4 separate regions of the Mus musculus genome follow, and regions 2, 3 and 4 are each linked to region 1. Evidence: chromatin contacts called from public HiChIP or PLAC-seq data. All regions are on one chromosome and are shown on one strand. Each heading gives the region's core, a stretch centred on a gene start, on an enhancer-like site or on the middle of the called end of the contact. The rest is flanking DNA. Distances are from core to core; before and after follow the strand shown. Region 1 holds the start of Cxxc4 (CXXC finger 4). Region 2 overlaps Ppa2 (pyrophosphatase (inorganic) 2). Region 3 overlaps Ppa2 (pyrophosphatase (inorganic) 2). Region 4 has its middle 56 kb from the start of Tet2.

Region 1 (7,646 bases), core at 2,260-4,759:
ATGACATTTCCTGTAACTGTATTTCTGCTTTCTTTGTTGCTTAGTAAATCTTTATTTGAACAACCTAGCTCTGTCTAACCTGTCCTTAGATAGTTAAGGAATCATCAATTGTTCCTAGATGCCAAACTGCCCATTAAATCATGAAGAAACTGTGTCTTATGGTGGTAATCTCAAAGGGTAATAATTAGTAAAATAGCCCCCCAGGAGGAAAAGGAATCTCCAGGTGAGATTCAGAGCTTCATAGTCTGCACAGTTACCTGACAGGTTATTCTTCAAGTGTTACTGTGGGTGGAGGGTTCCAGATGTTCCTCATACATTTTTTTTTCTCTTCTCCGTAATAGAGTTATAATCAGTAGGTGACCACCAGGGATCTTTGCAGCTATCTGTGGCAAGTTCCCAGTTCTCAGCAAGTGTGTGGTAGCTTGGATACTGTGTTCCATTTGAAGACCAATCAATCTTGCTTCCTCTGTGCCCTTCTGCCAGCTGAACACTGGAGAAATAGTTGATCCCGAAGTCCCAGGTTAGAAGGAAATGGGATTCGTGAACCCCTCAGAGCTGGAACCCCTCTGACCTGGAATGACCATCCTTCGGATGGACAATGTATTTCTATCATTTCCTACTGTGGGAATATTGGGATAATGACTGTGATATTGATCACAGAAGTATGCTAAAGATACAAACAGCTTGCAACTACTTGGCAGTTGTGGCAAGCATCTTGAAGAGCAATCCTTAAGTTTTGGTATTTCTACAGAATTATGGATCTTGATGAGAACTAACTTGAAAATTAACAGTTGGCAAACAGTTTTCAAAACTTCTGGCATTTTATCTTGGGGAAAACAATACAGGGCACTAGCGAAAGAGATGTTGGACATTCAAGTATCTAAGAGTATATAAAAAATAATGAGGCTGGAAATGGAAAAGAAAAGAAAATGTGCCTTATTGCATTTGGGGAAGTCTACAGTTAATTCTCTAGTGGAAAGAAGATGGATGCCATATTTAAAACCTGAGGAGGACTGTTTACAATTTGCCCTGCGTGCTCAGTTGGTGTCACATTAGCCAAGGATCCACAATCATAATTAAATCTAAGATTCTAATATCTAGAGAGCATATACCGATCAATTAATTATTGATCATAAAACTCACACTGAAGTTATAATCAAAAAGCACTGAAGAGACATTGGATTTTGTAAAATCTGATAAACTGGAGAAATTGACTAAAATTCCTTGACTTTTTCTGGAATACCTTTTTCCTTTTTTTTTTTTTTTTTGAAAGTATGAGAATAAAATAAGATACTGCAAGTTACTGAACACAGTGCCTGGTATAGATAGGTGACCAATAGTAGTTATCAATAGTAGCTTTAAGCATTAAACCAATTCTTTAAATATTTGTAAACTTGGAAGCCAGGTGTGATGGCACACACTTATAATCTTAGTATTCATCAGGTACAGTTAAGTTCAAGGCTATTGTAAAATACACAGCGAAACTCTGTCTCAACAAAACAAACAAACAGTATTTATACATCCGTATACTTGAAAGGATGTTTAGGAATCTTTGTGCAATACATTTACACATTAAAAAATGACTGTAGTCTGCTGATAGATTTCACGTGGTGCACAGTTCAAAAGGAAAAGGAAAAGAATACAAATATTGGGTGGAAATTTTCTTTCCTTGACTATGCAAGGCACTCCCTGGAATGTAGAAACGACTCATTAGTTATCCAATTATTTTGTCTGGAAAGACATAACTATTTTTAAACAAACAGCCTATGTCTACAAAAAAAGTCAAACATAACTGCAACTATGTATACCACGGTTACCTCTGGAAAGACCACCTTGAGTGTGCACACCAGCACTCTTACCAGCGTATTCACTATCCACAACCTACACACGAGCAAATCTTGACAATGTCAATGTAAATCTTTTGAAAATTAAAATATAAAATAGTTTAAGCTGCCTTTTAGCATTCTGTTCTCACAAAACAAATAACTCACCTTTTTCTTCCCTCTCTGAAACCACATTACTATATTACTCCACAAGATGCTTTTTGTTTCTACGTGTAACTTTATTCTATTTTTAAACAAGCATAGTCTGATTTTGTTTGCTTTTAGAAGACTCATTCAGAGTCACATATTGTGGTACAGGTCTAGAACCCCAGCACTGGGGAGTCTGAGCCAGGATGACTGCCAAGAAGGGAACCAGGCTAGCCTGAGCTGTATAGCAAATTCTAGAAATTCCTGGGATACAGTGTGAGATCCCTTCTCAAAATCCCTTCCAAGTGGGTAGGGGGAAAGGAGAAAGAATCACATTTAAAAGGACTTAAACATTTACATCCTATTTCATGCCTGTTTCTTTCAGTGTGGACAGCATGTGTTTAGTGTATCTCGGTTTCTTTGAGGCAGGAAGGAAGGGGTTAATTCATAGTTGGATTTTATGAGTTTTATTTATATGCGATGTGTGCTAAATACTTATCTTTCAGTTTGAAGTATTTTCCCCAGGTGATGGGAAGTAAAAATGCCCATCACATTAAAATTAGTTAAAAGAGATCATTTAGATATGAAAGTAAAGTTTGGAATTAAAATTAGGGAGGTGGGATAGATATTTGACTCCTTGGAATTACCGGATGAAAGAGTAAAGGGGGAGGGCGAAGCTTTGTAGGGCAGGAAGACCCGGACACAGTGGGAATGGAAGGCGGTGTGGGAGAAGAGAGAAAGGCAGTCACAGACTGAGACCGGTCAAGCATCACATCAAATTTTTTACATTCCGGCATAATAACATTTCAGGGATTCGAACCAGCAGAACACCAGTCCCTTTCCCCCTTACTTTAAAACGATAATGATTCTCTTTTAAAGAGTCTCTCCCGGCCCCGCCAGGAAGATCCTTTAAAAGCACGCGACCGGGATGTGAAACTGAGAGAGTCTTCCTGCAGCACACAGGACCTCCCCTCTGTGTCTGGCACAGCTCTTCCCAGCTCAGCCAGGGAACCCAGACAAGTTTATTTACACACCCCCCCGCCCAGCGTGCACAAACACACCCGCAGAGAGCGAGGGCGCGAGGGGCGGGAACGCCCTCTCTTCCATCCCTTCCAAACAATTATCTGCCAGAAGAAAAAAAAAAAAAAAAAAAAAAAAAAAAAAAGCAAATCCTTCGCCGCGCCGGAGGCTGGCGGGGTGGCGGGCGAGCCGGGAAACGTGGCCGCGCCGGCGAGCTGGGGATTTGTGAAAAGGAGCGCTGGCCCGCGTGCGCCTCTTGTTCCCCGTGTAATTTGCAGCCAATCATCGGGAGGTGTCCGCGCCCTGCGTCCTGCTCACCTCGGCCCGCCCCCGCCCCCGGCTCCGCACCGCCTCCCTCGCCTTTCTCCGCGCTCCCCTCCCCCAGCCACCGCACACACGCACACACACAAACAGAGCGAGGGGGGGGGGGGTGAGAAAGAGAGAGAGAGAGAGAGAGAGAGAGAGCGAGAGAGCGAGAGAGAGAGAGACTCCCCGGCTCCCTCCCTCCCTCCCTCGCACACAGCGACTGGAGACGGACCGGGAGCAACGCGCCGGGAAGAGCAGAGACCACCGACAACAGCCCCGCGCTCTCCCACACACGCTCACACTCGGCGCTTTCCTCTCCACCCCCACCTCCTCCTCCTTCCACCCCCTCCACTAACACCATCTCCTCCTCCTCTCTACAACAAGAAAAAAAAAAGCCATTTACAGGTATTTTTTTTTCATCCGCATATTTATTTACCCCACCCCCCCATTCCCAACAGTTTGTTTACAAGTATTAAAGTTGTAATTGGGAGCTGCCAAGACACATCTGGATTTGTGTTTCTTTGTGTTAGGGGGTGATGTGCAACTAATTAAAGGCAGACTGGCAGCGTCTGTAAATTCTAAGGCTCCCCAAATAAAAAGAGACTGGTAAGTGATTGTTCTTTCTCTTCCTCTGGCTTCCCCGCTTCTCTTTCTCTCTTAAATGTTTGCTGTCCGGTGGGATTGTAAAAGTAGATTAATGCTGGTCTCCAGCAATAAAAACCGTGACTGTATTAATTAATTAATTAATCTGCACCGGCCCCTCCTCCTGAATGTTAAATATGACCTTTGATCTCCATGTCTCTGGTAGATCAGACATACAGTATTAGGCATGTACAGTCACATTGTTCAGAGGCAAAGCAGGATCATGAAGTATGGATGTTTATTTTAGCTTTGGTGTTAGAACTATAGTTATTGGTGTGTGCTTTATTTTGTTGCTAAATAAAAGCCAAACAATAGCTGTGGCTTAGGTACCTTTTTTTCATGCTCCAGGGATGCATTGATTAAACAATAATGACCTGGATGCTGGGCACAATCCTTTTCTACAGTTTCTGGTGGTATTGAACCTAGAGGAGGGAAGGGGGGGGGAGGTAGTAGCAATTGGAGAAGCAAGGACAGCTTGTTTGGAAACACCATGCTAAGACTCTGAAAGGGGGATATTAGATCCCTTCTTTATTTGGAACAAGGTCAAAAGACTAAAATGTTAGTGTCCCCTCCCCTCAGTGGGATGATGCCCATTGCATGGTTGGCGGAACTAGTTTCTAGTGACTAGCAGTTATTATGATCTTGCATCTTCAATGTAATTCACAGAAACGGAAGCTGTATGTGTATTCTTACTGTGTCTTTCCCCCCAGACCCTAGCAAGTGTCAGGAATATTTAGCCAGGAGGATTTGGGGGGCACCTTTGTATTGTCATCAGGCCTCAGAAGGGAGCAGTTTTCCCTAATGTGAAACCACAGAGGTGGTGCCTGAGTGATTAGGGACTTGCTGTGATTGAAGGATGCCTGCCAGTTTCTAATCCAGCCGGAGGGAGGTTCCTTATCTTGCTTTACTTTGCCTAATAGGGATTTGTTTACATAAACCCCCCTTTTTTTAGGGTGCCTCATCAGTAGACCTTGAAGTTTTCAAATTTGAAGTTTGGACATAATGCTTCATTAATCTAATTATAAGCATAATGACTATAATTGATATGCATTTGAAACTCTGAAATTTTGAGACAGAGATTGCTAGGCCCTCAGTTTTAATTCCACACCAACCTCTAGGCTTCAGAAGAAGCCAGAGAAAGGTACTCTGGCAAAGAAAAAAATAAATAGGGAAACAAAGAAACTGTTTTTTTAAGGTGAATATACATTTTATATTTTTGCTTTAATTCTTAGAAGGATATGATATAGCTCTCACCCTTAATAAACAAGCAGAACCCCTCTTCCTAATGCTTATTGATGGCCTGTAAGCAGAGAGAGAAATGCAAATACCCAGTTAGCATTAAACTTTCCTCTTAAAAAATAGCAAAGGGGGGAAAAAAACATCTTAACAGTTCTTTGGATAAAAAAACACCTGAAGGAATCTCCCTTCTCTTTATGCAAAAATCAGTGTTGGTGAATGATTTAAAAAAAAAAAAAAAACTCCCTTGCTTTCCTCCTTTCTTGGGAAGACACAGCAATCTCCATTAGAAATGATTGGGAGTATTCTTATAGGAGCAGCAGACACTTAGTTCTGAGCCTGTGACATTGCTTGTATTTGAGATCTATCTATACATTTCTTTCTTTCTACCTACCTACCTACCTACCTACCTACCTACCTACCTACCTACCTACATTCCATCTTTCTATCTCTCCTCCCTTTTTAAAGCGAGTGGTGCACCACCTTGCCCCTGCCACCAAATGGCTTGTACAATTGAGACCTGTCCTTGGTCCATTGAATTAAGACCCTAACAGAGCCAGCTGTGCTGGGATTCAAACTAATGACAGCAGACACAGAAGGACACTGTGGCAGCTGGTAGTTCTTTTTTTCCACCCCCCTCCTGCCTCTTTGGTTCAAATTGTATGTGGGCAGTCTTGTAGCTCTCAGTTGTATTGTGTTTGCTTACAGTTTATGCGCGGATGTATTGTAGACTTTCTCAGTACTTCATTTGCTAATTTCCGGTTCGTTTTCCTCATAGGGCCATTGCTGTTTCTACTTTACAGCATTTGCATGCCCAGGCAGCACTTGTTCACACATTTCATAATGTTTAAATGCCCTCTGCTTATAGGTAGTATCGCCCTCCCACCCCTGATTTGCATGTCTTTAGCACTCCAATTGCCCTTTTCCCTCGGCATTTGTCACCCCTGTCTTTCCTCTTTCCCTGGGTACTCTAGCTATTAATACATTTTTTCTCAGGAGGGTTACAAGAATAGGGGGAGGGGGAGGAGCTGTGCGGTGTGCTGTCGGGAGAGAGGGAGGGAGCAGGGCTTGGGAGTGTTGGGGGGGCGAGGGGGGTCACGTCTTGATGATTGTTATGCAAACGACCCGACTGGAGAACGTGGGAGCTTTCTGTGGTGTCTGCGGTGGGGTAGCGAGGGCGGCTGTTTATTTATTTTTAATTTTTTTCTGGTGCAGCTCGTTGGAATGACTTTCTTTATTTTAGTTGTAACAGTTGGAGGATAATGCAAAGGAAGACGCTGCTTGGGAAGTCACCGTCTGTGGACATGCGCCCCAGAGAGGACTAGAGCAGCCCTCGCCTTGCTCTCCCCACCCGGATCCCACTTTCCTGCACGGCCCGGCCCGTACCCCGACCCCACCATCACCCGCTTCCCTTCCCCCCACCTCTCCCCCTTTCCCACCCAGGTGTCGGACCAGGCGGTCCCCACTTCCACCCTGCACCCCTTCTTCCCCCCCTGCACCATGAACACCAATGTCTGCGTGGAGCCCGGGCCGAGCCCGGAGGCCCCGGGCTTGCCCAAGGAAAGCCACCTGCCCGAGGGGGCCCTGAACAGCCTTGTGGATTACAACTCGGAGATGGAGCGTTACCGCTCCTTTGCCACCTCCTTCTACAAGACCAACGGGGGCGCCTTCCCGCAGGCAGCCAAGATCGCGCGCATCACCACCCCCATCTTCCCCAGCAGCGCCGCCGCCGCCGCGGCCGCCGCGCGCATCGGCATGTCCCCGTGGAACTGCGACAACGCGGCCACCGCCGCCGCCACCGCGATGCTCTGGGGCAGCGGGGGCGGCGGCGGAGGCGGTGGGGGCGGGGGTGGGGGCGGCGGGGCCGGCAGGAAATCCTCCTCGGCCGCCGCCTCCTCCTCCGCCTCCTCCTCGGCGATCCTCCCCGCCGCCGGCGGTGGCGGTGGCGGCGGCGGCGGTGGCAGCGGCGGAGGCGGCGGCGGCGGCGGCGGCGGCAGGACCAGCATGCACCACCGGAACGACTCCCAGCGGCTGGGGAAGGCTGGCTGTCCGCCAGAGCCGTCGTTGCAAATGGCAAATACTAATTTCCTCTCCACCTTATCCCCCGAACACTGCAGACCTTTGGCGGGGGAATGCATGAACAAGCTCAAATGCGGCGCTGCTGAAGCAGAGATAATGAATCTCCCCGAGCGGGTGGGGACTTTTTCCGCTATCCCGGCTTTAGGGGGCATCTCATTACCTCCAGGGGTCATCGTCATGACAGCCCTTCACTCCCCCGCAGCAGCCTCAGCAGCCGTCACAGACAGTGCGTTTCAAATTGCCAATCTGGCAGACTGCCCGCAGAATCATTCCTCCTCCTCCTCGTCCTCCTCGGGGGGAGCTGGCGGAGCCAACCCGGCCAAGAAGAAGAGGAAAAGGTGTGGGGTCTGCGTGCCCTGCAAGAGGCTCATCAACTGTGGCGTCTGCAGCAGT
Region 2 (7,646 bases), core at 3,251-5,750, 900 kb before region 1:
TTGTTAGAAAGCATTGCTCTCTCTCTGTGCATGTATTTGACTGCGTGTGTGTGTGTGTGTGTGTGTGTGTGTGTGTGTGTGTGTGTGTGTGTGTGTGTGTGAATAGGTAGACAACCTTTGGGAGTAAGTTCTCTACCCCACTAGGTGATGTACCTGGCTGGTATTCGGGACCTGACAGCAGATGCCTTTACCATCTGATCTGTCTTGCTGGCTTCCTCATTATTGTCTTGACTGAATATTCCTGATAGCTATATTGACCACTTCCTTTTTCTTATGTCTATTGATCTTCTGTGCCTCTTCCTTTGAGAAATTTCTAAGGCTGGTGCTCATTTTTTAATTATAGCTTTTGGTTGTTTTTCTCCTTAGTTCTTCAGCTTCTTGTGTATTTTGGACTTTAAGGCCGTGGTGGATGAAGCGCGTTTTCTCCCATGATATGTATTGGCTTTCCTCTGTCGATTGTACCCGTGCCACAGCACAGAGAGAGGCTTTTAGGGTTGGCGTAACCCCATTTGTCTACTTTTGCTTTTATTGCCTGTGTTTTTCATGGTTAAACCCAAACAGTTGTTGTCTATACCAGCTTGTCCTTTTCTCCGGTTTGTAAACGTTTAAGAGCCTCTGCCTTACATCGCAGGAATCCACCTCCTCTTGGTTTCTGTAACCATGTAGGGTAGAGGGGCTCAGTCTTTTTCTTCCGCTCATCTTTCTTCCGCTGTCTTCCCAGTGTGGTTTCGTGAGGACCATGCTCTTTCCCCATCGCGTGTGGCTGGAACCCGCTGAAAGCACTTGCGGTCTGTCTCCCCGGCTGTGTGTCAGAGGCTGACGTTTGCAGATTTCGTCTGATTTGATTGCTGTGGTTCTCTAGTGTAGCTGGGAGTCAGTGATGTGATGATGGTTTTTCTTTTCGCTCACAACTGCCTTTGAGTTTTAGGGTGTGTGTGTGTGTGTGTGTGTTTCCATGGAAACTCCACACTTTGCTCTTCCCATATCTATTCTTTTTAAACGACTTTGGAACTTCACTCTGGATCACAGTGACCCTGATTCATGCTACTTCTAATCCAACATGGGGTGTCTGTTGTCTATGTGTGTCTGTGTGTCTATGTGTTGTGTTGTCTATGTGTGTCTCCTTTGTGTGTCTCCTTTGATTTTTTTTTCTTTTCATTGTCAACTTACAGTTTTCAATAGGAACAGATCTTCTTCTTCCTCCATCAAATGGATTTATTGTTGTTTGCCTGTAAATAGGCCAGCCTCTGATTTCTGCTTTGAATGGTTCATTGGTAGCACACAGAATTGCTGTAGAATTTTGCGTGCTGTGTTTTCTACATTGCGTCCTGAAAATTTTCGACATTCATTTTCTACTACATACTTTCCTAATTTTAGAGGTAGGTGTGTGTGTGTAAAATCTTAAGAGCTTTCTGCATCCATGATTGTATTATTATATACATGATTGTATTATATTATCTATAAACAGTGATGAGTCTACCCCTTCCTTTCCTGTGTGGATGCTTTTCCTTGCCCTTGCCTAGCTGCTCTGGGAAGTGCTTCCAGCATTCTGCTGAATCAATGGCAAGACTAAGCGTCCTTGGCTCATATCATCTGTCCAAAAAGCTTTCAGTCTTGTTTGTGTGTGTCTGTGCCCAGTATGCTTGGGTATCTGCAGGTGCTACAACGGCCAGAAGAGGGCCTCTAAAGCAGTATCTCCCTGAACCTAGAGCTTGTATCTCTTCTTTCTGTTCTGGGAGTCAGCAAACCCCAGTGACCCCCCCACCCCCATCTCTACCACCCCCAGAGCTGGTTTCACAGGGGTTTGTTTGCAGAGCCACCTGTTACATGTGCTGGTGCCTGATGCTGGTCCCTTAACCTTGTAGCTGGCTCTCTAGAGCAGTGGTCCTAAGACTGCAGCCTTTTCTCATGGTGTGGTCACCACCTAGCCAACCATAAAATTATTTGGGTTGCTACTTCATTACTGTAATTTTGCTACTGTTAAGAGTCATAAATCTGCGTGTTTTCTGGTGGTCTTTTGGGTGCCATGACCCAAAGGTGGAGAACCACTGCTCTAGGCCTTCACCATGGTGACCTTTGAGTTAACTATAATATCATAAGACTTGGCAACAAAAGCCCCCAAACTAGCAGCAGCAGCAACAACAACAACAAAAAAAATTGTTAATTAACTTTCACCCTCCTGCCTTTCCGTTTATGCTGTTTTTCTTAGAAACAATGCCATGTATAAATAATGTAAGCCTAAATCTGTAATCAGGTGTCTTCTTTCCAGACGGATTTTCTTACATGGTACTTGTTAATTAGTAATGAGAATTGACTTAATTTACTTTAAAACACCTTTGAACATTAAGTTGAGATGCAGGTATTTGTTTGAGCCGTGATAGGTTTAAAATCTGTTCTTTGCATACCGGGCTAATGGTTTTACCCCTCTGTGTGCCTGCCTTCCCCTGTGATTCCCAGATTGCCACAGAGGAGCCACTCAATCCCATTAAGCAAGATATAAAGAACGGAAAGCTACGCTACACACCGAACATCTTCCCTCACAAGGGCTATATATGGAATTACGGGGCCCTCCCTCAGGTAACATCCTTGTTATCGCGGCAAACTTTTATGCCTTCTACAGAAACCACCTTGTGAGTGCTGGGAACTCCCTGAATTGAACTTCGCTCCTAGCACATACCAGTTTCAGGGATTTATGGATTTAATTTTTTCTTAATGTGGCATTTACTTGTCCCAGTAAACTTTACTTCAAACCACACAGATCATCACTACGCGAGTTCTTGGAGACAGGCTTAGAAGATTGACAGCTGACATTTGAATGCATCCCTCTTTGTGGGCTTAGCTGATGTCAATGAAGAATTTTCAGCAAGTCTCTATCTAACCTTTAAGTGTGCTTTTTATACATTTCTCTATGACAAGATGGGTTTTATTTGTAATAAACCTAAAAATTGCGTTAAGTTACGGCTGGAGCTCAGGGTTGTAAGTCCAGAGTTCTGACTGGAAGGCCATGAGGTGGAAGCCAGCGTATGCCAGGGCCTTGTTCTGCCTCTGTAGAGCTACGCCGCCATTTCTGGCCCTTCCTACCTATCTGTCAAGTTCTTCACTCTCTGAAGTAGCAATTCTTCCTGATTGTGTACTGAGTGAATCTCTACATGTCGGAGCCAAACTCTGGGTTACAAAGACCTAAAAAACGCGTTTTTTTGTTTTGTTTTTTTTTCTTGTTATAAACTCCACTCTGTCATCAGCTGTGTAGAAATGTAATGTTTGTATTTCTATGTATTAATTTTTAATTACATGAAAATGTACGTGGGGGACCCTGGAGGAAGTAGGGACAGCTGAGAAAAACAGATGCCGGGTTAGGATAAACAGTCCTGAGAAAAGGAAGAGCAACATTGTTCTCCAGAGAGCCAGCCTCCCTTTGATGCAGCCAGACCACCCGCGTGGATGCAGGCTTGGGTAAAACTGGCACTCTGGAAATGGTGATTAGAAATGAGAGTGTTCAAGCCATGAGGGCACCCGCCTCGACTTCTTGGGTTTCTAAGTAGATGGTTCTCTTGGACCGAAGGGCGAGAGGTTGAAAACAGCTTAGGGGATTGTAGGAGAGGAGACCACATGGCTGAAAGGGGGGGAGGGGGGCAGAGAAGCTACTGATGAGCAGCAAAAACAGAGATAGGCAAAGCTGAGCAGTTCAGGAATAAGCTAATATCCATCGCTGAGCTGCTTCCTAGGGGTGATGTGCTAGGACACGGATGTGCACAGATGAGAGTCAGGCACGAGGTTCAGCAGAGTGATGGATGACTGAGCAGTGAGCTCGAGAGCCTGGCTGTCACACCACAGCCAGCAGTGTGACCTTGAACAAGATGCTCCACCTGTAAAGTGGAGACCGTGAATATCTACCCCCCGTGGCTGTGCTGAGGTACACGCAAGACTGTTTCATTAGACATGTGTGATGGACAGCGTTCCATGACCACTAGCAATTTTTCTGTCTGGAGGATTAGTGCTCAGTATAGAAGTTTCTTCCTAATGCTGCGACCCTTTAATACAGTTCCTAATGTTGTGGTCATTGCTACATCATGACTGTAAGTTTGCTACTATTTGGAATTGTAATGTAAATATCTGTTATGCAGGACATCTGATATGTGACACCTGTGGGGGTCGAAATCCACAGGTTGAGAACCTCTGGCTTTGTATCATTTCTTCCTTTTCCAAAGTTATTTACAGTTTGATTAGAGCCATTGACCACTAAGTCAGTGGTTACAATGTAGCGTGACGAGTGCCACTCACTAGCTTACTGATTCTGTCATTTTATTTCATTCAGAAAATAATAAGGCAAAGCTGGGTGTGGCAGCCCTGTCCCTGTCATTCCAGCGCCTGGGAGGCTGAGGCAAGAGGGTTACTGCCAGTTGGAAGCTGGCCTAGGTTATTTATACCAAGACCTGGTCTCAGCCCTATCCCGCCCCTCAAAAAGTTTAGCAAACTAACAAAACGCAGATCTACTAGTGAGACAGGAAGGGGTGCCAGATCATGACTGAAAACGAAAGGAGGATCTTTCTGTGGTTTTCTATTTAAAGACCAGGTGCCTCTTTTTCTTTTTCTTTCTTTTTTTTTTTTATACTGCTCTGGGTGTGTCTGAATTTTCAGGGTGTTCTTATCTGCCCTGCTTTGATTCTGTGACGTACAGTTGCCCTTTCCTGATTCAACTAAGCTGAACTGGACCTGTCTCTTAATTTTCTGTATGCTGTGCATTAACTAAGTTTCATGCTTCATCCTACATCCAAAATAATGTCTCAAAAATAAAGATCTGGCCAGGCGTGGTGGCACACACCTTTAATCCCAGCGCTTGGGAGGCCTAGGCAGGTAGTTCTCTGTAAGTTTGAGGGCAGCCTGGTCTACATAGAGAGCTCTAGGACAGCCAAGACTACACAGAGAGACCATCTCTACAGCAGAAAGGTCTGGTGATGTTTTTCCATGCGAGAACCTTTCTCTGGTTTCTTATTGGTAAGAGGATAAAGTCTGAAACTCTTAACCTGTCCCTTGCCCTACCTGACTGTCCCGTAGTCAGGGTTTCTATTCCTGCACAAACATCGTGACCAAGAAGCAGTAGGGGAGGAAAGGGTTTATTCGGCTTACACTTCCATACTGCTGTTCATCACTAAAGGAAGTCAGGACTGGAACTCAAGCAGGTCATAAAACAGGAGCTGATGCAGAGGCCATGGAGGGATGTTCTTTACTGGCTTGCTTCCCCTGGCTTACTCAGCCTGCTTTCTTATAGAACCCAAGACTACCAGCCCAGAGATGGCCCCACCCACAAGGGGCCTTTCCCCCTTGATCACTAATTGAGAAAATGCCTTACAGCTGGATCTCATGGAGGCATTTCCTCAACTGAAGCTCCTTTCTCTGTGATAACCCTAGCCTGTGTCAAGTTGACACAAAACCAGCCAGAAAACTGACTCTCCCCATGGCTCACTGGAAGACTCCCCCTTTTCTCTACTTCTTCTCCCGGAGACTGCCCAGCGTTGTAATCTCCAGGCCTCCACAGTACCTCTTCATTCAGCACACACTCCCTGGGGCTTCATACTTGCCAGAGCGTTCCTACCGGATGAGAAGCCAAGATCAAAGTCATGAAATTCTTTGGGAATTTTTAATCCACACGAAAAGTCAGACAGTCAACAGAGTGAAATGGCAGATGGGAAAAATATGAAAGAAGGTGCTGGAGAGATGGCTCAGCGGTTCAGAACACTGGCTGCTTCCAGGAGACTCAGAGTCAATTCTCAGCAACCACACGGTGACTCACAACCATCTGTAACTCCCAAGTCTCAGGGGGTCCAGACCCCTCTTATGATCTCCTGGGACACCAGCCACACTTACATATGTGTAGACTAAACACTCCTACACATAAATAAACAACATTAATCTTGAAGAAAGAATGTAAGAGAAGAGTAGAGCAGGGGATTGGGCTGTGGGGGTGTCAGGGGTGTTTCCATTCAGACAGCAAGAAGATCCCATGACTTGGCATTGTCTGAAAAAAGACCTCAGAGAAACAAGGGAGGAGGTAGGGCAGGCATTCAGAGGCGAGGCACCGTAGTGGTACGCAGTGCCCGGGAGGGGTATGAGCGAGTACACAGTGAGCTAAGAGGGGGCTGGACGTGAAGGAGAGAAGCGAGCACGTCTGTCCTTGCTTCCATACTATCTTCTAAACCCAGACTGACCTCAGCCTGAGCACCCACATCCATGTGCAGCTTCACTAAAGATGTCAGGTTCTCTCCCACATAAGCATCACTGAATGGAACAGTTTTTAGACCTGAAATTACAGAGACTGCTCATGGCAAGGCACAATCCCATGTAATTTTTGTATGATTATTGCTCAGACAGCTTTTAGAATGAGAGCCAAATACTGGCCCCTTTAGGATGCCGTTTCATCGCTCCTCTGCACCTTCTGCCTTTTCTTCCCTCTTCCTCATTCCCCTGCCCACCCTCCAGCTGACTCCCTTTTCCGTTTTCATCCCCACGGCCTTATTTCTGGACTACGCCTTTCCAATGTGCACACAGGTCACTGGCTGGAATGTTTGCTCTGGGCCAAGTCTTTGTGATGTCTCTCAAGTCTCCTGTAAATCTTTTCACCCTGACCCTTGAACTGTTATGACTACTCCTGTGTGTTACTCCCCATTTCTCTAAATATCCACCACATTATAACTGACTATGATTTGTTCTGTTTACTGTCAGTTTCTTGACGTTAGAATACAGGTGTCATTAGCTCAGGGTTGTCCTGTTGGTAGGTAGTTTCAAGGGGCCAGTTTGCTTCTTGGCTCACTGAATTGGTGATCAGTTTTTTTGTGTGTGCTTGTCTGGTGAGGCTGGCCAGGTGCAAGGATAACAGGACTGTCGCTCTGTGCACAGCAGTGAACAGCTCGGAGGATGGCTAAGTCAACAACTTCATGGAGGATGTGCTTGCTTCATAGACACACACAGATGGATATCAAGTCTACTTGGTTGCCCACATTTTTGTCTTGGTCGAGCAGGAAGTTCACTGAGAAGAGTCACCAAGCCAACTGCTTGGAAGGACATGTGAGCAGCAGAACACTAGAAATCTTAATGATGAGCTTGTGACCCATCGCTATGATATCATTTTCTTAGGCTTTCTGGCTGTCTTCTCTCCCGAGCAAAGCTTTCCTCTGACCACGACTCTGCCTCCAGGGCACTTGCCTTCAACTTAATTTTACCCATGGTTATGAGGGTTGCTCCAGCGTTCCCTTTATCTGAGTGCATATTTAGAACCCTTGTCTGGAGAATAGTAAAGATTCAGTTTCACTTTAAAGCCTTCAGGCTGAATACAGTGTTGACATGTTTCTTATTTTTAACTTCCTTATCAATTTGAGTCATTGACTACAAATAGTAGATGTTGTTATTTGTTGGATTTAGAGCCTGAGACAGGAGACTTAACTCTCTCTAGGTCTGTGTATTCATCTGATCATGAGTCCTACACAGAAAGCTGTTGTAATAGGATGATGTGCTCTGGGCAGGGCTAAGCCTGTTAGCTAGCTCAGCAGTGCAGCTGTTGCCTCTGGTGTTAGCTGCTGCTGCTAAAGTTGACAGACTCTATCCAGGTGAAGCTCGGGGTTGGGGTGGGGGCTGGAGGGGGTACAGACAGG
Region 3 (7,646 bases), core at 333-2,832, 880 kb before region 1:
CTCCTCTCATTGATGTCCCACAAGGCCATCCTCTGCTACAAATGCGGTTGAAGCCTTGAGTCCCTCCTTGTGTACTCTTTGGTGGGTGGTTTAGCCCCTGGGAGCTCTGGGGGTACTGGTTAGTTAATATTGTTGTTTTTCCCATGGGGCTGCAAACCCCTTTAGCTCCTTGGGTCCATTCTCTAACTCCTCCATTGGGGACCCTGTGCTCAGTCCAATGGATGACTGTGAGCCTCCACTTCTCTGTTTGTCAGGCACTGGCAGAGTCTCTCAGGAGACAGCTATATCAGGCTCCTGTCAGCAAGCACTTGTTGGCATCCACAATAATGTCTGGATTTGGTAGCTGTATATGGGATGGATCCCCAGGTGAGACAGTCACTGGATAACATTTCCTTCAGTTTCTGCTCCAAACTTTACAATTCACAGACCACATGGAGCTCAAGAAGAAGGAACACCACAGTGTGGATACTTTGTTCCTTAGAAGGGGGGGGGGGGGGGGGGCGTGTCAAAGTACCCATGGGAGGAAGATACAGAGACAAAGTTTGGAGCAGAAACTGAAGTTACCAGAGTTTTTAAGTGTTTCAAATGTAGAATTTGAAGGTTCAATTATGAACATTTAAACATCAAATAGACTTCATATGTTCTTTTTATTGTTTTCCAGGACAGGAAATAACATGTAGAAAGTGTGTCGGTTTGGCTATAATTTCACTTCGTATGTGTAAACATGTCTAGTGTCCCTACCATTTTAAAAGATAATTAAATTGTCATGTGCTTGATTTTCTTCTTCCCAGAGTATAATTTAATATTGTCATTGGAAAATAAAGTAAAGGAAGGGGTGATAGATGTAGGGAGGGAGGGATGGAGGTGGGGAGGGAGGGAGGGAGGGAGGTGGGGAGGGAGGGAAGGATGGAGGGAGGGAGGGATGGAGGTGGGGAGGGAGGGAAGGATGGAGGTGGAGAGGGAGGGAAGGATGGAGGTGGGGAGGGAGGGAGGGATGGAGGTGGGAGGGAGAGGATTCAATGGCAGGCCTGAGGCAGAATGTCTCTGCTGACTGCTGTAGCCAGAGGCAGACTGTTAGTGGTGCGCTTTCGTGGGCTCAGGAGGGACAGACAGCGCATCACTCTTGTATTCCTAGAGCTCTAGTGTATTCAGCACATTGCCTTGTGTCTAGGAACAGTGCCAGATGCCTCTAGAGTTATCGATTTATCATTACACAACTTCAATCAAGATGTGCTCCCCCCACCCCTGCCGCCTTTTCTAAGATGCTAGGTGAGGGGAGAGCAACAGTAACGTAACTAAATAAAGCTTCAGCCATTCAAATCCAGTCGGGTTCCAGACCAGGACCTTCACTCCTTGCTCTTCTAAAGTATCAAGTTAGTCAAGTGTTCCTGTAACTTTTGGGAGAGTGGAGACCATTTCCCCCGAGGCAGTGGTGAACTGGTGGTAATTAGAAGTCTGCTAGAGAGAGGGAGCTCTTTTGATGTCTGTCCTTTGATTTCATTAATGGTTTAGAGGCTTGGCTGTGTGCGGAGAGGGTGTGGTATATATCATTAGGAACTAATTACTGGAAGTCTCTTGCTTCTTTTTTGAACCTTGACCCCTGTAGGCTTTAGGGCTGTAGTCACATTCCTATGCTGTGTAACATGGGGGAGGTATGAGTTCTAAAAGGTTCTCATTTCCTTGGGAAAGTCACACAACCCCCAAAACCCTAGAGCCATTCTACAGTTGAGTTGTAGGTTGCCTGCCGCCCTCTTATCCTTGACCCCTGACAGAGGCTTCTAAGTTCCTTTCCTAGCAATACCTTTCACCTGACTTCCTCTGTAAGCAAACTGCAATCTTCAGTGCATTGCTAAAGGAAAGTTTGTTTCCATAATTATTAGCAGTATAGCAGTTACATTGATGGTATTTGCTGAGGTAGTTTCACACCTGCACACATTTAGAATTACAGATCCAACCATGGGACCATGAGACAGATGCCTTGGGAACACAGCACACTTTAGGATTAGCACTGGAGGTTCAGAGGCAGTTTTGGCACCATGCCTGTCTGTCCTTGTAGCAACTTTTTGCAATATGCTTCAAATAAAATTACATTAGAAAAGTACCTACATTTCTTTATACAAGGCCAGGGTATAGTTTTAATTAGGGGTGGGTGACCATTCAGAGTTTCTTATTAACTACTAGTAATGAATATCTATATTTTAGAAAAATAATCTATTTACTCCTATTGAGATTGCTTTCTAATATATTTAGATGTATACAGAGACTTACAGAATATTGTCTTGATTTCCATTTCCATGTGGTAAGTATATTGTTTAATGTAGGCCCGAGTTGGTAAGAGCAGAGTTTGTGGGGCAGGGAGGAGCGTGGAGAACAAAATGAATGCAGGGATGGCGGTGCGCCCAGGCGCATGCGCATGAGACAGAGCCTAGACAACCTGGAGACATGAGAGTCTTCCGAGGTCCTGAGCAAGCAGGGACAGCTATGGAAAGTCATAGCCTGAGTAGGACCCTCCTTGTGCTGCAGAAGGTGCAGGGGGTGCTAGGGACTGGCTGGCTCTGCGTCATAGTGTGGTTATCCCCAACAGCCTTTCTTTTACATAATAGAAGCAAAGAGGGATAGCTTTACACTTATTACCAGGTTTTATCTAAATATAAAAATTCCTCAGTGGGATATATGCCTTCCTTTCCTTGTGTTAAGGTTTGTCGTGAATAATCCAGATAAAAGCCGCAGGGTTTCCCTTCTATACTCTGCGTAAGTATGGGTGGCTCCTAGGTGGTAAGAATGAGGGGATAAGCCCGGGCAGTGGTGGCCCACGCCTTTAATCCCAGCACTTGGGAAGCAGAGGCAGGCGGATTTCTGAGTTTGAGGCCAGCCTGGTCTACAGAGTGAGTTTCAGGACAGCCAGGGCTACACAGAGAAACCCTGTCTCGAAGAAAAAAAAAATAATAATAATATTGGGAGTAACATTTTGTGCTGAACTCTATGCACTGTCCACCACAGTGTATGCATTAAATGTCTTAATTTATATGTGTTTCAAAAATGAACATTTTGAGTGAAATCTGAAAACATCTTCAAAACAGATATATTTTCATTTATTTCAACAGGAGAAAAACACTCAGTTTTGATATTTTAAATGATTATAGTTCTTTAGTGTCAGGAGAATACACTTTATTTTTTATATTTGTGCTGTTTTAATCATAGTTCGCTACATGTCGTTGCTAAGTTGCCAACATATATTCTATTGACGATTTTCTCATTTTAATCTCAGAGGTATCTTGGATCTATTCTTGCCTTTGCATTCCCTTAAACGCCCATATCTTTCTTTTCCGTTGGAGCGGTATTAAACATTTCTCTGGTCTCAGCATCCTGAAACTAAAATTTATCTTCTTCATTGTTTACCAAACATTTTAGAGAAATATTGCTTTAAAGGAGGGTAGAAAACCTCCCCACACTCATTCATTACAAAGACATCTGGATTCTCTCTCTCGGTAAAAGTCATCTACTACTTTCCACTGTTTCCTGACATTTACTCTGTAAACCGGGCTCCCTGTCACCTGGCACCCCCACCTCCTACGTACGCCAGGCTCTTCTGTACATTGGTGGCTTTGCAGATATATCTCTATCACTCAAATGTGCTTTAGCTTTCAAGAGCCAGTCTAAATGTCATCTCTCCTCCAAGCGACTTTGATTCTCTAAGACAAATGTAATCCTTTCCCCACATACAGCATTCTGTTAAACATTTGATCTCACGTGTTTGTAGTTTGTTTCTGTCTGTCCACCTGTGTAAACTGTGAATCCCCTGAAGGGTAGGCCTTTCATTTACTTTGTCTGATGACTTGAGACAGGTCCCATGCGCCCCAGGTAACCTCAGGCTTGCTCTGTAGCCGCAGATGACCTTGAACTTCTGATCCTCTGGCTTTCCCCTCCCAAATGCTGGGATCATGGATGTGCAGTACCACACCCAGTTCATAAGACTCAAACTCAGGGCTTGTCCATACTAGGTGACGAACGGACACTTCTAGCTGAGCTACTTCCCTAGCCCTCCATAGCTGTACATGCAGTCACTTTAGTGCACTTTAAATACAGAGTTTAAGGAGTTCTGACAACTGTATATGTTTGTCCTGATACCAAAGGCTTCTGTCATCCACAAACTCCCTCTTGTCTGTGTATAGCCAATGAGTCCTGTCTTCCTATCCTAACCCTGGAGTAAATATTGTTCTCCTTTCTGACTGATAGCCTTCTCTGGAATGTGCATCAGAGCGGCTCAGGATCAGAGCGCTATCCAGGTGTCTTGTGATGTGAAATATGGCCTTTAGAATATGACTTTTTGTTCTCATACATGTTCTGGAGAGTTGTATGTTGAGCAGAGGAGTGAGGAGTGTGTTCCCTTCCACCACTGTAGGAGCCCTGTGGTGTGCGACAGTAGTGTGTTCCCCTTCATCACTGTAGGAGCCCTGTGGTGTGCGACAGTACACTGTACTTTCATTGCAGAGTGGACATTCAGATTCCCAGTTTGGAGATGATATGAGTATTGAAGTTTTGATGGGAATATGTTTTCACTTTCTATAAGGAAATACTCGGGAATAGGGTCATTAAATCAGATGTAATTATAAGCGTAGCATTGTAGGCGGCTATTAGACTGTACCAGTGCCTTTCCACCAGTGTATGAAAGAGCATGTTACGTGGTTTTTAAAATAATAAAATGCCTGTTAAAATTTCGTAGACTCCACACACATGCACCCATGTAAGGATTGTTTTATATTCACACAGTTTTCATTTCCGTAGCCACTTACTTGCTCCCTTCCAGAAGATTCCCCAGGTCCAAGTCCCCATCTTGACCTCATTTCCCTTCCGTGTAAATATGCCAGGGCTTCTCATAGCCCAGGGCTGTGGTGCACACTGTCTTCATCTTCATGTATCTGAAATTGCACTTTCTTTTATTTTGGAACTATAGTTTCACTGGATATAGTATTTTGAACTAAAAGTTTTGTTTTTTAAGTTCCATAAACACATCTCTTCCTCCCCTCTTCCCTATCTCTATCTCTCTGTCCCTTTCTCTCTGCTGTTTCTAATAAGTCAGTAGCCATTTGTGTTTTGAAAGGATTGTTGTTGCAGGACCCTGGTGACCTTTAATCCCTGCACTTGAGTCACAGAGGCAGGCAGATTTCTGTGAGTTTGAGGCCAACCTGGTCTATAGAGCTAATTCCAGGATAGCTGGGCTACAGAGGAAACCTTGTCTTGGGAAAAAAAAAATAATAAAATGTTTTTTTTCCCTCAGACTGATAATCATTACTGTTCCAAAATGTTATAGGCATGTTGGCACACACCTTTAATCTCAGCACTCAGGTGGCACCATGTGTGCAAGTTTGAGAGCAGCTTGTTTTACATTGTGAGTTTCAGAACAGCTAGGGCTAACTAGAAATACCTGATCTCAAAGAGAAAAAGGAAAAAAGAAAACACTTGGGTAACTCTTTTTTCTTTTCTCTGTTTCAGATCATTACTTAAAACTGTGGCCTTTTTCTTCTTCCCCCTTTAATATTTGACTCTGTCTATCTTAGTTCCCCTTCCTAGGGGGATCCCTCCCTCCCACCCAGCCCCTCACTCGCTACATAATTAACCACTGTGGTTCTGTGGATTGTAACTTGCTTAGTGAAAACTTAATAGCTAGCGTCTATGTGTAAGTGACTACATACCATATATGTCTTTTGGGTCTGGGTTACGTCACTCAGGATGATTTTTTCCCCCCTAGTCCATCCATTTACCTGCAAATTTCATGATATTTTTTAAACAGCTGAGCAATATTCCATTGTGTAAATATACCACATTTTCTTTATCCATTCATCCATTGACAGATATATAGTCTATTTCCAGTTTCAGGCTCTTATGAAAACACCGGCAGTGAACACTGAACTGTGTTAGGAAGTAGAGTCCTTTGTGTGGATGCCCAAGAGTAGTATAGCTGGCTCTTGAAGATCAAGTGCCAGCGTCCTGAGGACCCACCACTGATTTCCATAGTGGCAGTGGGAGTGTTTTCCCTTCCTCTGTGTGCTTGTTCTGTATCTTGGCCATTCTGACGGGTGTGGGATGGATGGTGTGATTCTGATGTGTATTTCCCTACTGACTAAGGGGATTGAACATTCCATTAAGTGTTTCTCAGCCTTTTTCATCTCTCAGAACTCCATTTAGGTCTGTACACCATTTTATAGTTGGGTTACTTGATTCTTTTATGTCTGATTTGGTTTTGGAGGGTTTTTTTTTTTTCCATTTTTTATTAGGTATTTAACTCATTTACATTTCCAATGCTATACCAAAAGTCCCCCATATCCACCCACCCCCACTCCCCTGCCCACCCACTCCCCCTTTTTGGCCCTGGTATTCCCCTGTACTGGGGCATATAAAGTTTGCAAGTCCAATGGGCCTCTCTTTCCAGTGATGGCCGACTAGGCCATCTTTTGATATATATGCAGCTAGAGTCAAGAGCTCCGGAGGGTTTTTTTTTAATGTATTTTAGATATTAGCCCTCTATCAGATATAAAAGCCCATTATCTAGGCTTCTACTTTCTCCAAATGATAATGTCCTTTGCCACAGAGAAACTTTTCAGTTTCATGTTGATCTTAGAGCCTGATCTATAGGTGATCTGCTCAGAAAGTCTTTTCCTGTGCCAACGAGTTCAAAACTGTTCCCAGCTTTCTCTTCTATCATACCTGGAGTATCTGTCTTTATGTTGAGGTCTTTGATCCATGTGGAGTTGAGTTCTCTGCAGGGTGGTAGATATGGACCTGTGTGCATTCTTTTACATGCAGCCATCCAGTTTGACCAGCGCCATTTGTTGAAGATGCTTTTTCCTACTGTCCTTTTTTTTGGGGGTAGGATGCTATTTTGACTATATTAATCCTACCTATCCATGAGCATGGAAGATCTTTTCATCTTCTGATATCTTCTTCAATTTCTTTCTTCAATGAGTACAGATATTCTTATAACTCTCTTTCTATCTCTGTGTGTGTGTCTCTGTCTGTCTGTCTGTCTCTCCATCTCTTTCTCTTTCCTTTTCTATCTCATCCATGCTCCCATTTTATATTTTTTGAAACAGGGTCTCTCTACATAGTCCTAGCTGTGTAGGAACCTACTATGTAGACCAGGCCAACCTCAAGCTCACAGAGATCCTCTGCCTCACAAGTGCTGGGATTAAAGGCCTGCACCGGCACCACCACGCCCAGCCTAAGACTCTTACTGGGACCCTTGCTTCGGTTTTTACTCTGTGCAGGGTGATTGTTTCTCCACCTGGCAATGGAAGCGTCTTCCTCTTACATGTGTGCTCTGCCCTGAACCATTTCAACATAAAAGCCAAAATCTCAGTGTGACCCTAAGAGTTGTGCATGGCAAGTGTGTGGCTGCCCTCCTCGCCTCTCATGCCCCACTGTTCACTGAGTTCTAGCCCAGGACTTTGCTCTTCCCCCATTCTCAGATCTTAAAGCACACTTGGACTGCAAGGTATTTCTCCTTTCTCCGTCTCCCCTGAAAAACAAATCGCAGAACTCTGAATAGTTGGTCCTGCAGTTCATATAAGACTGCTCTGAAGGGGCTGGAGAGGTGGCTCAGTGTTTAAGAGCACTGGCTGTTGTTCAAGGGGACCATGCTTTGATTT
Region 4 (7,646 bases), core at 2,458-4,957, 640 kb before region 1:
TTTGAGCCAGAACAGCTTGGTTGAACCAGTCAGCCAGAGCTCAGAAAGAGCTCATAAGGGTGAGCTTATTCAGCAATAAGTCTCAGAGGCTGAAAACATTCTAGGCCTAGATTAGCTTGTACAGAGGCTAGATGATTCTAGGACAAGGCCTAGGTTAGCAGACAGAGGCAATAAGCCTTTGCGATGAGAATTACATCAGGAGAGTAAAAGATGCTTTTAAAAATACATATATGAAAATTAAAGGAAGCTGGAGCTCAGCTGACTGCTCTTCCGAAGGTCCTAAGTTCAAATCCCAGCAACCGCATGGTGGCTTACAACCATCTATAATGAGATCAGATGGCCTCTTCTGGTGTATCTGAAAACAGCTACAGTGTACTTACATATAATAAATAAATAATTCTTAAAAAAAAAAAGAAAAAAAGAAAATAAAAGAAAATTAAAACTAGAACCTAATTTCCAATAGTATTTATTTATGTAGTTTATTATTAAGAGAAGTTTTTGCTTTGTAGTCCAGGCTGTCCTCCATCTGTCATGTTACAATTCTCCTGCCTTAGCCCCCGAGTGCTGAGATTACAGGTGTGTGCCACCACGCCTTGCTTATTTTTGTGCTTTTGAGAAAGGCTCTTAATAAGGCAGGCTGGCCTAGAAGTAGCAACAATCCTCCTGCCTGAGTCTGCCAAGCACTGGCATTATAGGTGTGTGCTCTCCACCTGGGTTCAAAGCCTCACCTTGATCTTCCATGTAATAAGGCCTTCCTTACAACTGAAGACCCTGGGAATGTCTGCTAGCTGTAAAGTATGGCTGTCCCAGTAATACTCACAAGGACAGAGAAAGTGCCGGATTTAGTCTATGGGTTCATTGCGAGGCAGTCTATGGGTTCATTGCGAGGCAGTCTTTGGCCAGGATTCAAGCAGTCTTTAATAGCTGCACTGAAGCAGCAGGGCCTGAGGGGAGTTCCTGTGTCATGTCTTTGCTACATCTGTCGTTTTAGCCTTGGTTGTGACTTTGCAGAGAGAGAAACACACCAAAGAACTTCTCATTGACCTTGACAATGAAGGTAAAGGTAGTTTACTTGACATTCCTGTGGCTTCTTGTCACTTCCACAGACTCGGGCCGATGGGCAGAGCCTGGCCGGTTCTTCTGGATTGAACTGGCTTTACTGATTCGTGAATAGTATTTGTGATTTATGTGAAGTGAACTGCTGATATTTTGACAATGAAGATTGGAATAACTCAAAAGAACTATATCTAAACAGGTTCTCATCCCCCTTTGCCCTATTAAACTTTCCCTTCCACTAACTCTGGTGGGTGATGGGCTAGAAGGGTTAAAGCATTTAAGAACCCTTATTGAAGTAGGTTTTGAAAAATCAAAGCCTACATTTTTCCGTAATGAATCTGAGGAAATGTTACTGCATGTATTTATTGCAGTAGCGTGCATAGAATGTGTTCCTTTGGAAGGGAGTACTCTCCTCTTCAGTTGTTGACAGTCTCAGGTCTTATGACTCGTGGAAGATTGTGGGTTTTAACTGTGGAGGCTGCTGTCTGCCTTCTGTTCTCTAGTCCTTGACTTTGGCTGTCGTCAGTGGCTGTGTTTCCTCTACGAATTCTGTAGTAAGATGTCCTGATGGCTCTTCAGGATTTGAAGTCTCCGTAGTAAGCCACTTCCACATTGCTTTGACTAGAAACTATTGTAACCTGATTTCTACCTTTGTGGAGTTTATCCTAACCACTAACATAGTGGAGGTGAGGATCATTGGAATATCAGTTCTTTCTATCTAGCCTGGCCTTTGGAGAAATAGCTCGTCTGAAATTCTCAAGGAAACAATGGCTACTCTCTCATCAAACATTTCTTTTTGAGGCAGGATCTGAGGTAGCCTAGCCTGACCTTGAACTCAAGCTACAGATCTGCTCAACTTTTGGGACCTCCTGCTTTAGCCTCTTTAGTGATGATAAAAACAGAGACTAAGCCATCTGCCTGTAGCACTGAACACACTTTTACCTGGTGCTGGCTCGTGAACCAAGAGCTTTGTGAGTGCTAGGCGCGTATCCCAGGAGAGCTTTTAGAGACAGGGTTTCTCTTGTAGCCTTAGGTGTTCTGAAAATCACTTTGCAGACCAGGCTTATTCTTTTGTTTGTTTATTTATTTCCTTAGAGACAGAGTTTCTTTGTGTAGCCTTGGCTGTCCTGAAACTCGATTTGCAGACCAGGTTGGCTTCATACTCATAGAGATCTGTCTGCTTCTCCCCCACTGAGTGCTGGGATTAAAGGTGTGAGCCACTGACCAGCACAACATTTATTTTTACTTACTTACTTATTTTTAGAGGGCTACATATTGACTCCAGAGCCTTTTATACTCTAGGCAAGTGCTCTATCACTATATATCAATAGAATAGTCTTTTCTTTTCTTTTCTTTCTTTTCTTTTTTTTTTTTTTTGTGGGTTTTGTTTTAAGACAGTCTCATGTAGCCTGGGCTGGCCTTGAACTTGTGATATATCTGAGAATCACTTTAAACTCCCTGTCCTCATGACTCTATTGTATGTGTATCATTATGTCAAATTTCTTTATTTGTTTACTTATTTATTTATTTTCCTTTTTTTTTTTTTGAGACAGGGTCCTGCTGTGCAGTCCAGGATGGTCTTGAACCCATGACCATCCTCTTGTCTTTGCCTCTTGAGTGGTAGAACTGCAGACAAGTGCCCTATGCAAGGTTAAAAGTTGATTCTTTTTTTTGTTTTTGTAGAAGCATTATGTTCTGAAAACATAGTTGTTGTTGCTTATTTTTTAAAGATTTATTTATCTAGTTTATGTAAATACACTGTCATTGTCTTCAGACACACCAGAAGAGGGCACTGGATCCCATTACAGATGGTTGTGAGTCACCATGTGGTTGATGGGAATTGAACTCAGGACCTCTGGAAGAGCAGTCAGTGCTCTTAACTGCTGAGCCATCTCTCCAGCCCCAAAACACAGTTCTTAAGTGCCCTCTGAAAACACAGGTACGTTTTCGCTCTCACTCCCATCAGTTTCCCTGTCCTTATCCACACTGCCCAGGCATCCCAGCTCGTCCACCTTCATTACTCTAGGCTGTGAGGCTTTAGTGAGGCCTCCAGATCTGAAATCAGACTGGCTTCAACTTTTAAGATGGGAGAAGGGAAGTCGAAAGACTAAAGACCGAAGGTCTGAGATAGAGAGAAAATTCGGAAAGCATGGCGAGGAGGGAAATTCTCAAGGGAGAGTCTTCTGTATCATTAAGTTAGAACTTCAGAAAAATAAACAAACACCAAGAAGTATGAACTGCATGTGCATACATACCCCTATGTTTCCAGCTTTCAGTAGGGTGATCAGGACAGAGGCCAGACATGGTGGGGTTTTGTTTTCTCTCTCTCCCTTTCCTCCTCTGTGTGAGTGAGTGCATAGATGGCAAGGTACTCCAGTATATCCCAGATTGGCTTGTAACTTGCGTTAGCCTTCTAAGTGCTAGAATACAGTGTAGGCTATGGGCACTACTACACCAGTCACCACAGTGAGTTAACAAACAAGACAGGAAGCTGCAGTAGAAATAGGGTATTCACTGAGAAGCAAAATCTGTATGTTATTGAGGATTAATAAAAGAGGTTTTAAAAATCTGGGTGGGTATTCAAGCGCTAAGTTTTCAAATTAGTCACCTCTACGGCTTTCTTCTCCATCTCCAGCTTGTTCTGTTGACTAATCCTTCCTGGGAACTAACTCTCTAGTCCTATAACAGGAGTCTCAGCTGCTTTCAGCCGGAAGTCTGTGTTTATTTATCTCACTGCCCCCTTTCAGAAAACAAGACACGGTGGAACTTGGGGTACTACTCTGAAGTGTGAGGGCCGGGGTTTCAGAGCCTGGAAACAGAAGGAGAAGGTGATTAAAACCAGCACAAAGCTTGCTTAAGTACTCACAGGAAACTTCTAGGGACACATTCAAATGGAAACAAAGAGATCGCATTTGAGGAAAGGATGACAACCTTGAATTTCTCTTAATCTGCAAAGGCCAATTTTCTTTACAGTAAATAGCCCTGGAAAGGGAAATCAGCCAAAGGCACTGTTTTTGCTGGCTGCCAGCTCACAGGCATCCGGACACATTGTTGCACTGATTTTCTCCTTCATTACAGGCAGGCAGGAGCCTGCAGTTTCCCTGCTGAAGCTGAAGGGATTGCAGCAGATGCAGATCACAGGCAATTGCTGTGTGACTCACGGCTGAGGCTGCGGATCTTGGGAGTTGAAGTGAGGACGAGGTGGGAGGGGTTTCCCTTCTCAAAGCTGGTGTTGGGAGGTGTTCTAAAGTGAACTCCTTCACACACCCTGCTTTTAATGAAAGCTTAGTACTTAGCTACTCTGGCTTTCTGGAGAAGACGGTGCCTGTAGCTCCCTGCCTTTCCTCACCACCTCTTTGTGCTTTCCTGGGCCATTTTTATTTTTCTGAACCTTCCCCAGCTTCAGATTTTCGTTTATGTGAATATTTAGAGCTAATCTCATCACTCTGCAAAGCTCTCCTTATTGAGGTGTCTGTGGATTTAACCCTTAAAACATTGCATACAAGACATTGGGAATTATTAGGAATTCTGCTGGTACCCGATTACAGATTAGATTGGGCATGTATTGGGTGCTATGGCCCCAGACCTGCTGCCCACTGTAGGTACCCCAAGGCAGCATTCATTTTCTCTTCTCTTTCATTGTCATTCTTTTGAGGGGAGTCAGGGGGAATATCCCTGTGTAGCCCTGGCTGTCCTGGATCTTGCTCTGTAGACCAGGCTGGCCTAGAACTGAGAACTAGAGGGTCAACCTGCCTCTGCCTCCTGAGTGCTAGGATCAAAAGTATGCACCACCATAGCTTGGCTGGTATCCTTCTTTTCTAATGTTAGGATTTCTGCTCTGCTAGTTTGCTTTTCTCACGGGGCTATTGGAGATTTAATAATGCACAAGGAAGTAGTGTACATTTCACAGAGTCCTGTGGTATTGTTTGTGTGATTATTACAATCACCTCTGTGCTGATTTGGAACGAGGATCAAGGATGATATCATTGAAGGAAACAGGGCAGTGACTTGAATGTTTGCTTGTGATGTTTCTGGGCAGGAAACAGGAGCAGGAACAGGGAACCTGTACTGCTCAGCTTAATCATCATCATCGTCGTCATCATCATCATCATCAGCTATATTTTCATAGTATTTTACCAGTGTCAAGGGTTCTCTGTGTAGACACACAGCTATGTGGAATAGCAGATATTTGTGGGAGTTAGTCGTCATTCATTATATTGGGCCCCCCAAACTGCATGCTTTGTTTTTTTTAAACAGCAATTTAGGCATCTTGGTCTCTTTCCCTAACAGTCTTCAGCACCCCCTTTTCTAGAACACAGAGCGGTCGGACCTCTTTGCCGAAGTCCAGAGTCACTTGGAACTTTGCACAGCTTCTGTGACCACAGTGGCTAAAGATTACTGAGACTACTGTGTAACTTTTCTCATTACTGAACATTTCGTGAGATATTTTTTCCTATGCTGTTTGTGTGTCCATGTGTGTGCATGTATACATGCATGCATGCCCTGTGTGTGTGTGTGTGTATGTGTGTGTGTGTATCGGCACAGAACGGAGACCAACCTCAGCTGTCATTCCTTGGGCATCATCCACTATTCTGTCTGTTTGTTGAGATGAGGTCTCACAGTAACCTGGAACTTGATAGGTAGGTTGGGCTGCTTGGCCCGTGAGCCCCAGAGATCTGTGTGTCTGACTCCCGGCACTGCACAGCACCATGCTTTGCCTTTTACAAACTAGGTTCTGAGGAGCACATGCAGACTCAGGTTCTCATGACAGCACAGTAAGCGTTTTACTAACTTACCCATCACCTCAACCTTTCCAGTGTTCGTCAGCATTCTTCATTGCGCATTAGTTCAACAGGGTTTGTTGTAATACATATATAAAACCAATCTTGCTAACACCCAATTGGATACATATTGGGATGTAGAAGCTTGTGTTCTCATGCTAGTTATGTTCCCCCCAAACCTGTTCTCAGTGTCTTGCACGTAGGACTAAAGGAAGCCTGACCCCAGTTGGTTTTTGACTGGCCAGTAAAGTTACTAGTGGCCAATGGCTGGGCAGGAAGACAGAGGCAGGAATTTTAGGATTCCTGGGAAGGGACAGAGGAAGGAAGAAGAGGGCATTCCACCATGATGAGGGAGGAGGAGACAGACCACGCAGAAAAGATAGAGGAGGGAGAGACAGCCAACATGTAGGTACAGGGGGAAAGCAGCCCCAGGAGGGCTGCCCAACAGGGTCCAGGGCAGTGAAGATAAAATACAGATTTAGTAAGAATTAACTCAGAAGTATCAGAGGAGAGTGTGTGTTATCCACATGGAGTTAGGTAGTAGTCCAGTCATTGAGCTGTTTAAGGTATTTAAACTATAAGGCTATGTATGCGTGTCTTTCTTTCAGGAATCCAGAACACTGGGGCAGTAGTGAGAAACGTGTGCACCCACCAGGAAGTATAGAGGGGATTAACTTAACACCGCAACATTGAGGTACCTGGAGTGGGCATTTGAGTCATCTGTGTTAGGTTTGCATCCAGGATGACAGGGGAAGGTTGACCCATGCTTCCCAGGTGTCTTAATTTGGGTTACTATCACTATGATGAAACACCATCGTCAAAAGCAGGTTGGGGAGGGAAAGGTTTATTTGACTTACATTTCTACATCCATAGCCCATCACTGACAGAAGTCAGGACAGGAACTCAAACAGGGCAGGAACCTGGAGGCAGGAGCTGATGCTGAAGGGTGCTGCTTACTGGCTTGCTCTCCTGGTTTGCTTAGTCTGATTTCTTGTGGAACCTAGGACCACTGGCCTAGGGATGGCCCAACCCACAACAGGCTAGGCCCTCCCCCATCAACTACTAATTAAGAAAATACTCTGTAGGCTTAACTATAGCCCAGTTTTATGCTGGCATTTTCCCAATTGGGGGTCCCTTCCTCTCTGATGACTCTAGCCTGTGTCAAGTTGGCATAAGATTAGCCATCCCACCACGTAAACACTGTATGCCCCACTTCTATTTACACAAAATCTATTCAGAACTGAGATTTCTGCCTCCTGCTGCATGTCCATTACCTTTGTTTGGGTACTAAGAGGATTTGAATTAAGTTAAAAAAAAAATAGTGGAGTAGGCTTTTCTCTCCTGAATTCGTAGGTTGACAGAGTAGGGCATTGTTTCCTTTTATTCCCCTCATTGTTTTTAATCCCATGTTGCATAACACACTACAAATATGACATCTGGGTGTGCCTTCCTTCACTAGAATCTGTAGGATGTAGAACCTTCTGGGACTAAGCATCCAAGGACCAGCGTTGTCTCCCAATGGGGGACAACTGAAAACTAGAGAAAAGTCTATGCTATGTTCAGGAAACATTGTAGGTTGGTAATAGCCACAAGTCTGCCAGCCCCCTTCCAATGTTATCCTTTATTTCCATAGTCAGCTGTCCCTGAAGGGGTTAGTATGTGGCAGTGATAGAGCATTGCTGAGCAGCAATAGCCTCAGAATTGAAATATCTCCTCCTGCAGGGAGAAGGCCCACTCTTGAGTCTCAGGGAAACAGATTTTACAAGTTCATGAAAGCCAAAACTTACAAGCTGCACAAACCCCCCAGCC

The links. HiChIP or PLAC-seq counts read pairs in DNA pulled down with a chosen protein or histone mark.
Region 2: an H3K4me3 HiChIP or PLAC-seq map of neural tube shows a contact between it and region 1, with 5 times the contacts expected there. The contact joins the enhancer-like site here to the promoter of Cxxc4 in region 1. A contact is called at or near these places in 3 of 39 promoter capture datasets (cranial neural crest, embryonic stem cells and liver), 7 of 484 Hi-C or Micro-C datasets (cerebral cortex, embryonic stem cells, hematopoietic stem and progenitor cells and 3 more), 7 of 115 datasets of contacts at active chromatin or transcription factors (SST interneurons, embryonic forebrain, embryonic hindbrain and 4 more) and 2 of 9 other capture datasets (embryonic stem cells and macrophages).
Region 3: a contact with region 1 is called in an H3K27ac HiChIP or PLAC-seq map of embryonic stem cells, with 6 times the contacts expected there. The contact joins the enhancer-like site here to the promoter of Cxxc4 in region 1. A contact is called at or near these places in 3 of 39 promoter capture datasets (hippocampal neurons and liver), 6 of 115 datasets of contacts at active chromatin or transcription factors (embryonic stem cells, forebrain, neural tube and 1 more) and 1 of 9 other capture datasets (macrophages).
Region 4: a contact with region 1 is called in an H3K4me3 HiChIP or PLAC-seq map of stem cell-derived neural progenitor cells, with 4 times the contacts expected there. The contact joins the enhancer-like site here to the promoter of Cxxc4 in region 1. A contact is called at or near these places in 1 of 39 promoter capture datasets (the HPC-7 cell line), 1 of 484 Hi-C or Micro-C datasets (Sertoli cells) and 5 of 115 datasets of contacts at active chromatin or transcription factors (astrocytes, embryonic hindbrain, embryonic stem cells and 2 more).

The regions. Positions count from the first base shown.
Region 1 is chr3:134,232,986-134,240,631 of GRCm38.p6, forward strand. Cxxc4 (CXXC finger 4) reads left to right here and starts at 3,510. Exons shown (of 4, transcript NM_001004367.4): 1 at 3,510-3,701; 2 at 3,827-3,902; 3 at 6,418-7,646. The coding sequence starts at 6,675. It overlaps Mir1895 (microRNA 1895), which reads right to left and starts at 7,598; the gene lies at 7,520-7,598.
Region 2 is chr3:133,327,936-133,335,581 of GRCm38.p6, forward strand. Ppa2 (pyrophosphatase (inorganic) 2) reads left to right here. Exons shown (of 12, transcript NM_146141.2): 5 at 2,458-2,577. Among named protein-coding and RNA genes, the nearest start is that of Ppa2, 22 kb to the left of the region's middle. Within about 2 kb of position 4,501, at least 76 of the 459 cell types and tissues checked have an H3K27ac peak or open chromatin away from gene starts, as enhancers often do. A contact at or near this core is called in neural tube and pro-B cells, where this site is marked.
Region 3 is chr3:133,356,194-133,363,839 of GRCm38.p6, forward strand. The region is part of intron 7 of Ppa2 (pyrophosphatase (inorganic) 2); the gene reads left to right. Among named protein-coding and RNA genes, the nearest start is that of Ppa2, 50 kb to the left of the region's middle. Within about 2 kb of position 1,583, at least 12 of the 459 cell types and tissues checked have an H3K27ac peak or open chromatin away from gene starts, as enhancers often do. A contact at or near this core is called in embryonic stem cells, where this site is marked.
Region 4 is chr3:133,596,839-133,604,484 of GRCm38.p6, forward strand. No RefSeq gene overlaps it. Among named protein-coding and RNA genes, the nearest start is that of Tet2, 56 kb to the left of the region's middle. Within about 2 kb of position 3,708, at least 179 of the 459 cell types and tissues checked have an H3K27ac peak or open chromatin away from gene starts, as enhancers often do. A contact at or near this core is called in Sertoli cells, astrocytes, forebrain and 1 more, where this site is marked.